Linked DNA regions of Mus musculus: region 1 is linked to region 2. The links are chromatin contacts, called in public HiChIP or PLAC-seq maps. All regions are on one chromosome and are shown on one strand. The core of a region is the stretch at or near the end of the contact, and the rest is flanking DNA. Distances in the headings are between cores, read along the strand shown. Region 1 holds the start of Mrtfa (myocardin related transcription factor A). Region 2 holds the start of Sgsm3 (small G protein signaling modulator 3).

Region 1 (5,015 bases), core at 537-3,036, 210 kb before region 2:
GGCTTACTGCAGTGGATAGAGAGAGTTGCAGCTCCTTCTCCTATCCCAACAGAGCCACACACCACTGAGAAGTCTGGGAGATTTCCGGGGGAGAACGGAAGCCATACAGAGTAACTCACTCAGAGATGTAACATGCGTTACCTCCTTCCAGTCACTGTGGCTTCCCATGTCTGTCAGGATGCCCCTGAGGGTTTCTGCTTCTACAGTGTTAACCCTTGCTCTCACACTGGGGACTCTGTTCTCCAGAACCTTCTTTCTTTTTCCTTGTGTCCAGCAGCTCTGTCCTTGCAAAAGCACAGCTATCTTGCAAGAGCCCCTCAAGACTGGGCTTGTTGACTGTAGATGTTCCTGCATTGACGGAAGGACTTAGGGGGGGCTTCTCTGAATCCTTGCTGGATCCCAGTTACCTCCTCCAACATCCCCCCGCTCATTGGGGAGAGGAATCTCTCAAGTCCTCAATTTTGCCCTAGCTGCTTGAGGTCTTGTGACTTGGCTAGAGTTGTGTAGATTATGGAAGTTTAACTGAACTGTGTATGTCATCTACGCAGCTATGGGGACATCATCATCCATGCTGGGGTGCAACTTTTTGGTGGTCTCGCTGCTTTGGGGGCCAGCCATGATTTCTTAGCAAGCCCAATAAACTCACTGGTTTTCCACGTTGGACTCTGGGGCAATCATACTTCAGTTTATCCAGTGGATGGTGGCCTAAAAGGAGGAGATAGACGGTTGTTTATATCTCCCAAGGGAAAGTGTTTCGGAAACACTAAGGCACCAAGTCCGAATTATTTCTCCTTTTCAGCGCTCTCCCCCTTTGTTGGGGGGAAGGGGTGGTGTTCCAGAAAAGGGGCCTCCATAGTGGCTCTTAGCAACTTGACCGGGTGGGCTTTAACTAGTCTCACCGCTTTAGTAGATAAGTCTCTTTAAATGTTGGATTTATGCAGTTATGCTCTCTCTCTCTCTCCCACACATACACCCACACACCCACACACACACAGACATACACACACTTTTAGGCTACACACCAGCAGTTTAGAATTTTAAAGTTGGAAGAGCCGCCCAGATTCATTTAGTGCAGTGAGGCCCCGGATAAAATCTGGGTTCATTCAACTCTTTCCCTCCAGCTGCAAGCGCTTCCGCTGTTGATAAATAATCTCAACAGTCTAGGCAGGTAGGTGTCAGTCCTTTTACCGGAGGAGAACCGACTCAGAGAAAAAAAGCGCTTGGCCACGGAAGGGCAGGGACATGACAGAGTTCAGGGCTCCAGGCCAGAGCGGCATTTATTGTGTCCTTTCGGGAAATGCGAATGTGAAATAATCGACTTGGGAGTCCCGGCGGAGCAAAGACAGGAGGAAGGACCAAGATGAAGACTGCAGGATTTTTGCATTAAACCTCCAGGCTGGGCACCGAACCCTAGGTAGCTAGCTCCGCGGTCACCCTTTGACAGGGTGATCAGATGTGTTACGGTTTCTTTAAGACCCAGACTCCGCCCCCCGGCTCATCGCCGACCTCCTCCCACCTCTTGGCGGCCGCTCCGCCAGTTCCAGACTTCCTTCAGCGATGAAGTCATCTCTCAGTTACCGATTGGCTGCGCTATGATGTCAGTCACAGAAGTCGCGCCGCCGTACTAGCCTCCCTCGTTCCTCTTCCTTCGGCGAACGCCCCCTAAATCGGGCTAGCCCTAACGGCGCTAGGTTTCTGATTGGTCGATACGGCTGTCGCTCCCAGGCGGGTAGGGGGGAGGGTGCGGAGGCGGGACCCGGAGTGGTGGGAGGGCCCGCAGCTTCCGTGGCTGAGTGGAGCCGGCGGCGGTCGTGTCTGCGGTGTCCCCGGCGGCAAGAACGACCGTCCCACCCTCCCCACCCCCTCGTTCCCGCTCGCCACGCTCCCTCGGCTTGCGCGGACCTCTCCCTAACTTGGTGCAGTCTGACTGGTACTAGAGGCTCGGGAGGATACGTGAGCGGCTGGCACCGGAGTGGGGCGAGCCGCGGAGCCCGGGCCAGGAGGCGAACGAGGCGGTGAGTGAGAGTTCGGGCAGGGTCCCCCTCCCCCACCGGCCCCGCCCCGCTCGAGCATCCTTTCTCCCCTCGACCCTTCCGCGTGTGCCCTGGACCGGCCGGCCGCTGTAGGCTCCGAGCCCGGGATTGCCTCCCGCAGTCCTCCACTCCAGTCCCGCCCTTTCCCAAGGGGCTGGGGTCTCAAAGCCCTGGTCACTCGACAGGACAGTCGAGTGCGACCGTGCACCTGTGCACCGCCTTGCAGGGCTGTGCTGGCTAGGGAGCAGCTAGGTTCCCGCCCTGGCTGCTCCCCGAGTGTGTGTAATCTGCTTGGGACCGACCGGTCGAGCGCTTTCTCCCGGCCCTTGTGCAAACCTGGAGGATCCAGGTGCAATCCGCAGGCTTCTCGTGGCAAGGAGGTTCACCTGGACCTGACGACCATATAGCAGCATGGGTGCCTCCAGGTCTGCAGGGCTCCGCAGATTTGAAACTTGACCGCCAAAGAAGTGTCCGTCTCGCGTGTGTGTGTGTGTGTGTGTGTGTGTGTGTGTGTGTGTGTGTGTATGTGTGTGTGACTGTTTGTCTATGTACCTTTGATGACTTCCGCCCTCCTCGCTCCATAAGAAAACACTAATACTATAGAGTGGTTAGTGCTGGAGCTTTCCCTGTTAGATTATCAAACCTACGTTTAGATTGCTTATCTGGAAAATGGAACTAACAATACCTATTACATTGGAATGCAGACAGTAAATGAAAGAATTCGTAATAAAACGCTTGGAATGGTGTTCAACACATACAAGGAAGGGATCCAAGAAAAGACGAGTATCCTGATGTTGAGAACTGCTGGATAGGTGTGTGAGTACAGTATAGCTTGTCTTTGTCAGGATTTCTCTTTGTTAGATGACAGAACCAAAGGACAGACTGGTGGTCAGTTTACTGCTTGCCCGAATACTTTGGCATAAAGTGTGTGAAGACTAAGAATGTGAACTTCATTACTTAAATATGATGAAATTACACCTATGCTTCATGGGTTCACATAGTTTTAAAATCCATAAAGTGTCCGGAATGTCCCCAAATTGTAAGTTTTCGAGATCTGAAGCCAAAGCCTGTAGCCTGATCTTTATGTTCAAGAAGTCAAACTTAAGGGCTTTACTGTAGAAGCCCCTTCCACCAAAAAAAGTCCACTTATGAAGTTTTATTGTTGAAAATGAACTGCCTTCCAGGGGTAAAATGGTACAGCCAACTGGCCCACAGCCCCATCCCTGTAGGGAGGGGAACCCTTGGCTGAAAGTTAAACTGAGTTTCATCTACTGGTGTTTGTTTCTTTCATAGCAAATCAGAGGGCTTCCTGATAGCTGGCTGTTTTTTGTTTTGTTTTGTTTTTAAAGTCTCACTGTGTAGCTGTGGCTGGCCTGGAACTTACTAAGTAGATCAGGCTGGCCTTGAATCCAGAGTTCTGCGTGCCTCTGGTTTCTGAGTGCTGGGATTAAAGGCCTGAGCCTTGGAAAGACACAGACTGCTACTGCTTTCTTCAGAGAGAGATCCAAAGAAAAATGTCTGTAGTCCAGGGCTTGAATTTCGTTCAGTTCTTTGCCCGAATTTTTGAGAAGTGTCCTTTTTAACAAGGCCTTCCAGAGTCACGTTCACTAGGGGAAGTTTTTAAATCATGAGAGAGAGAGGTGTCTCCTATCATCCAAAAGTATTTACTGCAGACTTTCCATGTCCTTAATACTCTGCCAAATGCTGCGAGGGCGGGATTCAGAAAAGTATAAAACAGGATCTTAGCCCATAAAGGGCAAAACCATAAAGTTTGGGTCACCCAGTAGTAATTATGGACACTTCTAAAGTAATGACTTCATTTATTCATTCAGCAGACCTTTTGTTCCAGGCATGTAATGTGCCAGGTGTTTTTCTGAGCTGAGATCAAGGTGAGTCAGATACAGTCCTTGGTCTCGAGGGGCAGAAAGAGTGAGTGACAGGTGGTTAGAGTAAGGTGAAATAAAGTCTGAGTGCAAACCCAGAATTGTAGGAGAATGTCAAGACAGCTTTAAAAAAGATAATTGAATTGGTGGGAAAGCTTAAAGAGAGATGGCGTTTGAGGTGTGTCTTAATTCCACTGAACAAGATAAAGACCATCCCAGACGGAAGAAAATGAGCTTGGCTTCCTGACATTCCAGAAACAGTTATGAGCGCTTGGGCCAGACAAAAGGAAGGAAACCGGACAGTCTATAACAGTGATTCTCAACTTGTGGGTCATGACCCGCCACCCCCCTTCGGCAAACTGCCTCCAAAAATATTTACATTGCAATTCATAACAGTAGCAAAATCATAGTTATGAAGTAGCAACAAAAACAATTTTATGGTTGGGGTCACCTCAATGTGAAGAACTAAAGGCCCAAAACATTAGGAAGGTAAGAACTACTGTTTAATAGCATTCCTTGATGCCCACTATGTAAAAGGCATTGGTTCAGGCTCTTTTGCCCCCTTCCCGGGCTGGTGTTTGAATACATGGCTTCATGTTTGCAAGAACACTCTACCAGCCCTGTGGTTTTTGAGACAGATTTCCCTCTTGCAACCTAGGCTGACTTGGAAGTGACCATGGAGCCTAGAACTCAGGGAAATCTTCCCCTGCCCCTGCCCCAGACCCCTAAGTGCAGGAATTATAGGTATGAACCACCGTATCCAGTTCATCTTCTCTCCCTTCCACTCCCTGTCTTGAGGAAAGTTCTTGTTACATGCCCAGGCTGGGCCTTGAACTAGGCTACCGTTTGTTATCCTCTCTATTAGATTCCTGACTGACTGGGGCTACAGTACCCACATGCTCAGCTTGTTTTCTTTCGATCCTAGCTCCAAAGGTTCTTCTTGAGACATAGTAGATGCTCTGCAAAACCTGTTGAGTATAAAGTTAACATGAATTAAATATTTACTCTGTATAAAATGTGTGTGCTTGGGATGAGAGTTGGGGCTCATTGACACATGGGACATTTGTCTTCTGCCTGAGAGAATACTAAAGTTGAGTTA
Region 2 (5,026 bases), core at 940-3,439:
TCTTTATTTCTTCTGTGTACCACCCTTTGTGCTAGTCCCACTTCCTTATGACAGTCTGAGCCCATGAATGGCTGCTATGGAAAATTACTGCTGTTACCCGCTGAATAACAGGCAGAGTCTGGAGAACACGCTGATGAATCTTATGTTAAGTCACCAAATCTACAAGGTTTTGGGCTTCTGCCATATCTTCATTGAGAACAAAGAAGAAATAAGGAGAAAACACAAACAGAGAACATTTTGTCTGACTCTGAGCCAGCAGGATGCTCTTGCAGTCCCTCCAGGCACAGGAAGACAGCCCTGCAACAGCAGAGTTCTCCTCAGTCTCTTTCTCAGAACTTCCCTCACTTCCATGACATGCTACCCCAGTTCATCCGTCTGTCAATGTGACAAGTTCCCAAATTCACAAAGAAAGAGGGTGAACACATTTTTATGTGGTGGCAACTACTTGCTCACAACCTTCTTCTTGCTAGGAACTAAACAAAAGGTTTACTTTTGTCAACCAGCACTGTACCCAAGCCACATCCAGGACTCCCCACAGTCTTATTAAATTAATGTTGATCCAGGGGTCATATACACCAGCCAAAACACCTCCCCTCTACCATAGACCACACATATCTGTGGTTAAAAAGGACAGGGAGTTGGATGTGTTGACACATGCTTTAATCCCAACATCTACGAGTCAGAGAAACAGAAAGATCACTGAAGACCAGCCTAGTCTACACAGAAAGCTTCGGGCTAGCCAGGGACAAACAACACCAGCAACAATCAGGGGTGGAGCCATAGCTCTACGGTTAAGAATGAATACTGCTCTAGCAGAGAAGTCAAATTTGGTTCTCAGAACCCATAACAATCTCACCGCTGTTCTAACTCCTGGGGATCTAAAGCCATCTTCTGACCTTTGCAGGTCATGCACTCATGAACACACACACATTTAAAAAAATTAAATTTTAAAAGTTTAAAACCAATCAACCAATCAACCAAAAAACCAAGATGAGATAATGATGAAGAAGCTACATTAAGGATTTGGGGACAGCTCAGTAGTGGAGGGAGGCCCTGGGTTCCATATGGAATAATCAACAACAACAGTAGCAGCAGCAGCAGCACACACATAGGTCACGGGGAACAGAGTATGGGAAACTGATCATTAATGCTTGGAGTCAGAAGAAAGCTGGAGGCTAACAGAGGGCTTAAGGGGGAAAAGAACCAGGAACTGTGCGTGCCTGAAAACTCAGTCACCAGCACAGTCAGAAAAGCTACAAAGAAAAAAAGATGAAACTGAAAAGTAGTCCGGTTGAAGATGTGAATTTGGAGGCTTGAGAGCGCACACCTTCAGTTCGGCACTTGGAAAGCAGAAGCAGGCAGAGCTCGGAGTCTGAGGCCAGCCTGGGCTACAAACATGAATTTACCTAGAAAGATTTCTTTTAAGGAACCGGATAGACAGACAGACAGACAGACAGACAGATAATACCCACTCCCCTGTCATCTCTAAAAACTCACCACCAACACCAACAAAAACCTAAACAAAAACAAAAACAAACCCACCATAGCCCATCATAAATTTCCTATGCATCATGAGACGGGAAGACACGGCACAATCTGTCACTGACAAGGAAACTTTAAAGCATCTGTATTTCCTATTACTGCCCTATGAAAGCAGTCGGGACCCACACCTAAATCTCAGGGTAATTTCAGGACCTCTAACCGGAAGCACACGAGGCGACCCCTGCCTACACGTCCGCCTCAGTTTCCCCGCTGCTAACACTCGGCCTAGGCACTGAACCCGAGTCTTCCAGGGGAACAGCTAAGTCGGCTCTGAGGGAGAGTTGCCACCTGCCGAGACGCCCGCCGCTGCGTCAGGCGCAGTTCCTCCGGGTCGCCGGGAGCCGCCGGAGGGGGTGGGTCTGTCACTGTCACGCGCGTCCCGGGTCGCCGTGGGAGCAGCCACGCCGCGGCGGCTCGCCGCCCCCGCCTGAGGCGGCGCCTTCCCCGCCGCCTTCCCCTCAGCCCGTACCCCGCGGCCTCCACTCAAGAGGCAGGTGAGCGTCCCCCTCGCCGGCCCGGAGACTCGGAGACTCGCGCACCGCTCACCTGTCTCGCGGCCACCTCAGCACCTCGGCAGGTCAGGCTAGCAGCTGCCTCCTAGTCGGCGCGCACTGCTGCCCTTCTGCGCACGCGCGGGCCGCAGAGCCGGTGGCCGTGGGGCATGCTGGGGGCTGTAGTTTCGCGGGAAGACTGGCCCATCCCAGGTTCCAGGCGTCCTTTAGAGGTAGGTACCCCAGGCACCCGGTCTGTGATGCAAGCAACTCGTGGTTGTTTGGGAGCAGTCAGGATGGAGTCAGTGCACAAGTCCAGAAACTGGTCTTCTCTTTCAGGCTCACAGAGCTGGCTTCTAGACCAGATTAATCTAGTTTTCCATCAGTCACAGGCCCTGGGGAAAGCAGTAATTGATTGAGGTCATGACTAAGAAGGAAGCGGTGTGTGGAACCTGAGCACCTGCTTTTGAGTCACTCGTAACATTTTGCGCATCCATAAAAACCCGGAACTTACGGTTTCCGTGAGAACTCAATGTGTATGGAAAACGTTTAAACACAGCACCAAAGAACAATCCAGAAAGATGGCAGCTGACACTGTCACTGCTGGCAAGGAATCTAATCTGAACCCGCCCCCCCCCCCTCCCTCATTTCAGAAAGGCTATCAACAGCATTAAAGGGACATCTCAGCCAAATCTGAAAAGACACTGACTGCGACCAACACCGGTTTGAAGTGTTGGTTCGTACTTGTGCCCAGGTCAATGAAGCAAACTCTACAAACCGCAAGGTGGACTCAGTCATGACCTGGCCGTACAATAAACAGCTTACAAAGCACATTAGCAGGTTTTTCACATCACCCAAGCACAGGAATGGGCTGAATGCAGAATGAATGTTATTCTCATTTGTTTCAAAAATTCCTTCCCTGAGAGACTTAAATATTTACCAGATCCTTATAAGGTGCCAATGACGAATCGAAGTACGATCTCAGCAAAGTTCAACCTGGAGAGCCAATGAATCTGTTAGGCTTACTTACAGAGCATAGATGATAGATTGCATACAGGAGCATGGGTAACATGCAGCCATACTGCCGTCTTCACCCGAAATGGAATATGGCTTCCCCACAGCTCAGGAGGACATGGAGCCCCTGAAGCATATATGACCCGGCGCATCCAGAGATTTTTGAGGTCATGTGCAATTAGGGTAGAACTGCCTCCAATGGCTGTGAGGAGCAGCTGTAATCTCAAGTCTGGGGTGGGAAGGGGCAGACAGTTGCCCTCTTCAGTCCCTCCTTCTATGAGGGAACGCCAACAGTCAAAAAAGCCCCACGGTGGTGACTGCTAGCAAACAGGCACGGCTGACTTTCTGACGGAAGTGTTTAGAGAAGGACCCGGATGGAAATAACAGGAGCTAGGAAGTGGTAACATGGAATCTGTGTTGATTACCTAAGTAGTCTGTTTGTCTTTTCAGTCACAGCACCCTTTTAATTTGTGTGACTCATCCCCAGCACACACATTAAAAATTGAAAGATGCATGTGTTTTATTGTATGTGTATTAGTGCTTTGCCCACATGAGTATACATGTACCATGGTGCCTGGCGCTTGAGGAGGCTAGAACTGGAGTTACAGATGGTCCTGAGTCACCACGTGGAAGCTGGGATTGAACTCAGGTCCTCTGTTAAAGCAACAAGTGCTCTTAATCACTAAATCACTGAGCCAACTCTAGCCCCTCAGTTTTTGCGTGTGGTTTTTGTTTTTTTGATTTTTGTTTGTTTTTGTTGTTGTTGTTGTTTGTTTGTTTGTTTGTTTGTTTGTTTTCGAGACAGGGTTTCTCTGTGTAGCCCTGGCTGTCCTGGAACTCACTTTGTAGACCAGGCTGGTCTCGAACTCAGAAATCCACCTGCCTCTGCCTCCCAAGTGCTGGGATTAATGGTGTGTGCCACCACTGCCCGGCTCAGTTTTCATGTTTTAACATGGTCTCTTCACATACCTTTTGCTGACCTGGAGTTCCCTGTGTAAAGCAGGGTGGCCTCAAACTCCCAGAGATTGTTTGCCTTTGCCTTCTAAGTTGCTGAGGTTAAGGGGGTGTGCCATCAAGTCTGCCTTATGAAACATTTATTTCAAAATGCTACGTAAGAACTGTGCAAATATGTTTAGGCTACAGGAAAGGCTGTTAGTCAGAAAGAGGAGAAAGAAAACAAGCACACAAAAAACTGTTTAATGCTCCTAGGACCATCAGTGCCCAGGCAAGGCTCCTTTCAGTTTTAGCAGTGTCAAATACACATAAGACGGGACCTTGTGTATTGACATAATTCAGCCAAGCTGCACGTGTGTGAGAAAACTGGCACCTGCCTCATAATGCAAAGTAGGAGAAGCCTCACCAGCTAAAACCAAAGACTGCCATAGAGTTCTTTGAATCAAAAAATGTGCCGTTTCAAGAGCCGACAGAAGCTGGGCATGGGGGTTTAGCCTTTAATCCCAGCACTCAGGAGCAGAGGCAGGCAGAGCTCTGAAGCCAGCTTGGTCAATAGAGTGAGTTCCAGGACAGCCAGAGCTAAGCAGTAAAACCCTGTCTCAAAACAACAACAACAAAGTAAATATGTATTTCTCCTAGGCTGTCTGAGACAGAGCTTCAGTATGCAGCGCAGGCGGTTGTGGAATTTACTATCTTCCTGCCTCAGCACTCTTGAGTGCTGTGATCACAAGCCAAGCTAGAAAAGAATGTGGTGTGTGTGTGTGTGTGTGTGTGTGTGTGTGTGTGTGTGTGTCCAGGTCTCATGTAACCCAGGCTGGCCTCAAACTTTCTTTCTTTGTTTTTGGTTTTTTTTTAAGATTTATTTATTTATTTTATGTATATGAGTACCCTGTAGCTGTACAGATGGTTGTGAGCCATCATATGGTTGCTGGGAATTGAACTCAGGATCTCTGCTCGTTCCAGCCCAAAGATTTATTTATTATTATATGTAAGTACACTGTCGCTGTCTTCAGACACACCAGAAG

The links. HiChIP or PLAC-seq counts read pairs in DNA pulled down with a chosen protein or histone mark.
Region 1: a contact with region 2 is called in an HNF4G HiChIP or PLAC-seq map of pancreatic cancer cells. The contact joins the promoter of Mrtfa here to the promoter of Sgsm3 in region 2. A contact is called at or near these places in 23 of 39 promoter capture datasets (the 3T3-L1 cell line, 3T3-L1-derived adipocytes, the C10 cell line and 14 more), 2 of 484 Hi-C or Micro-C datasets (bone marrow-derived macrophages and embryonic stem cells), 16 of 115 datasets of contacts at active chromatin or transcription factors (the 230-238 cell line, astrocytes, bone marrow-derived dendritic cells and 12 more) and 4 of 9 other capture datasets (adipose tissue, liver, macrophages and 1 more).

Annotation. Positions count from the first base shown.
Region 1 is chr15:81,187,507-81,192,521 of GRCm38.p6, reverse strand. Mrtfa (myocardin related transcription factor A) reads left to right here and starts at 1,786. Exons shown (of 14, transcript NM_001082536.2): 1 at 1,786-2,015. 4930483J18Rik (RIKEN cDNA 4930483J18 gene) reads right to left here and starts at 1,669. Exons shown (of 2, transcript NR_015603.1): 1 at 1,517-1,669; 2 at 1-705.
Region 2 is chr15:80,974,928-80,979,953 of GRCm38.p6, reverse strand. Sgsm3 (small G protein signaling modulator 3) reads right to left here and starts at 2,189. Exons shown (of 22, transcript NM_134091.2): 1 at 2,089-2,189.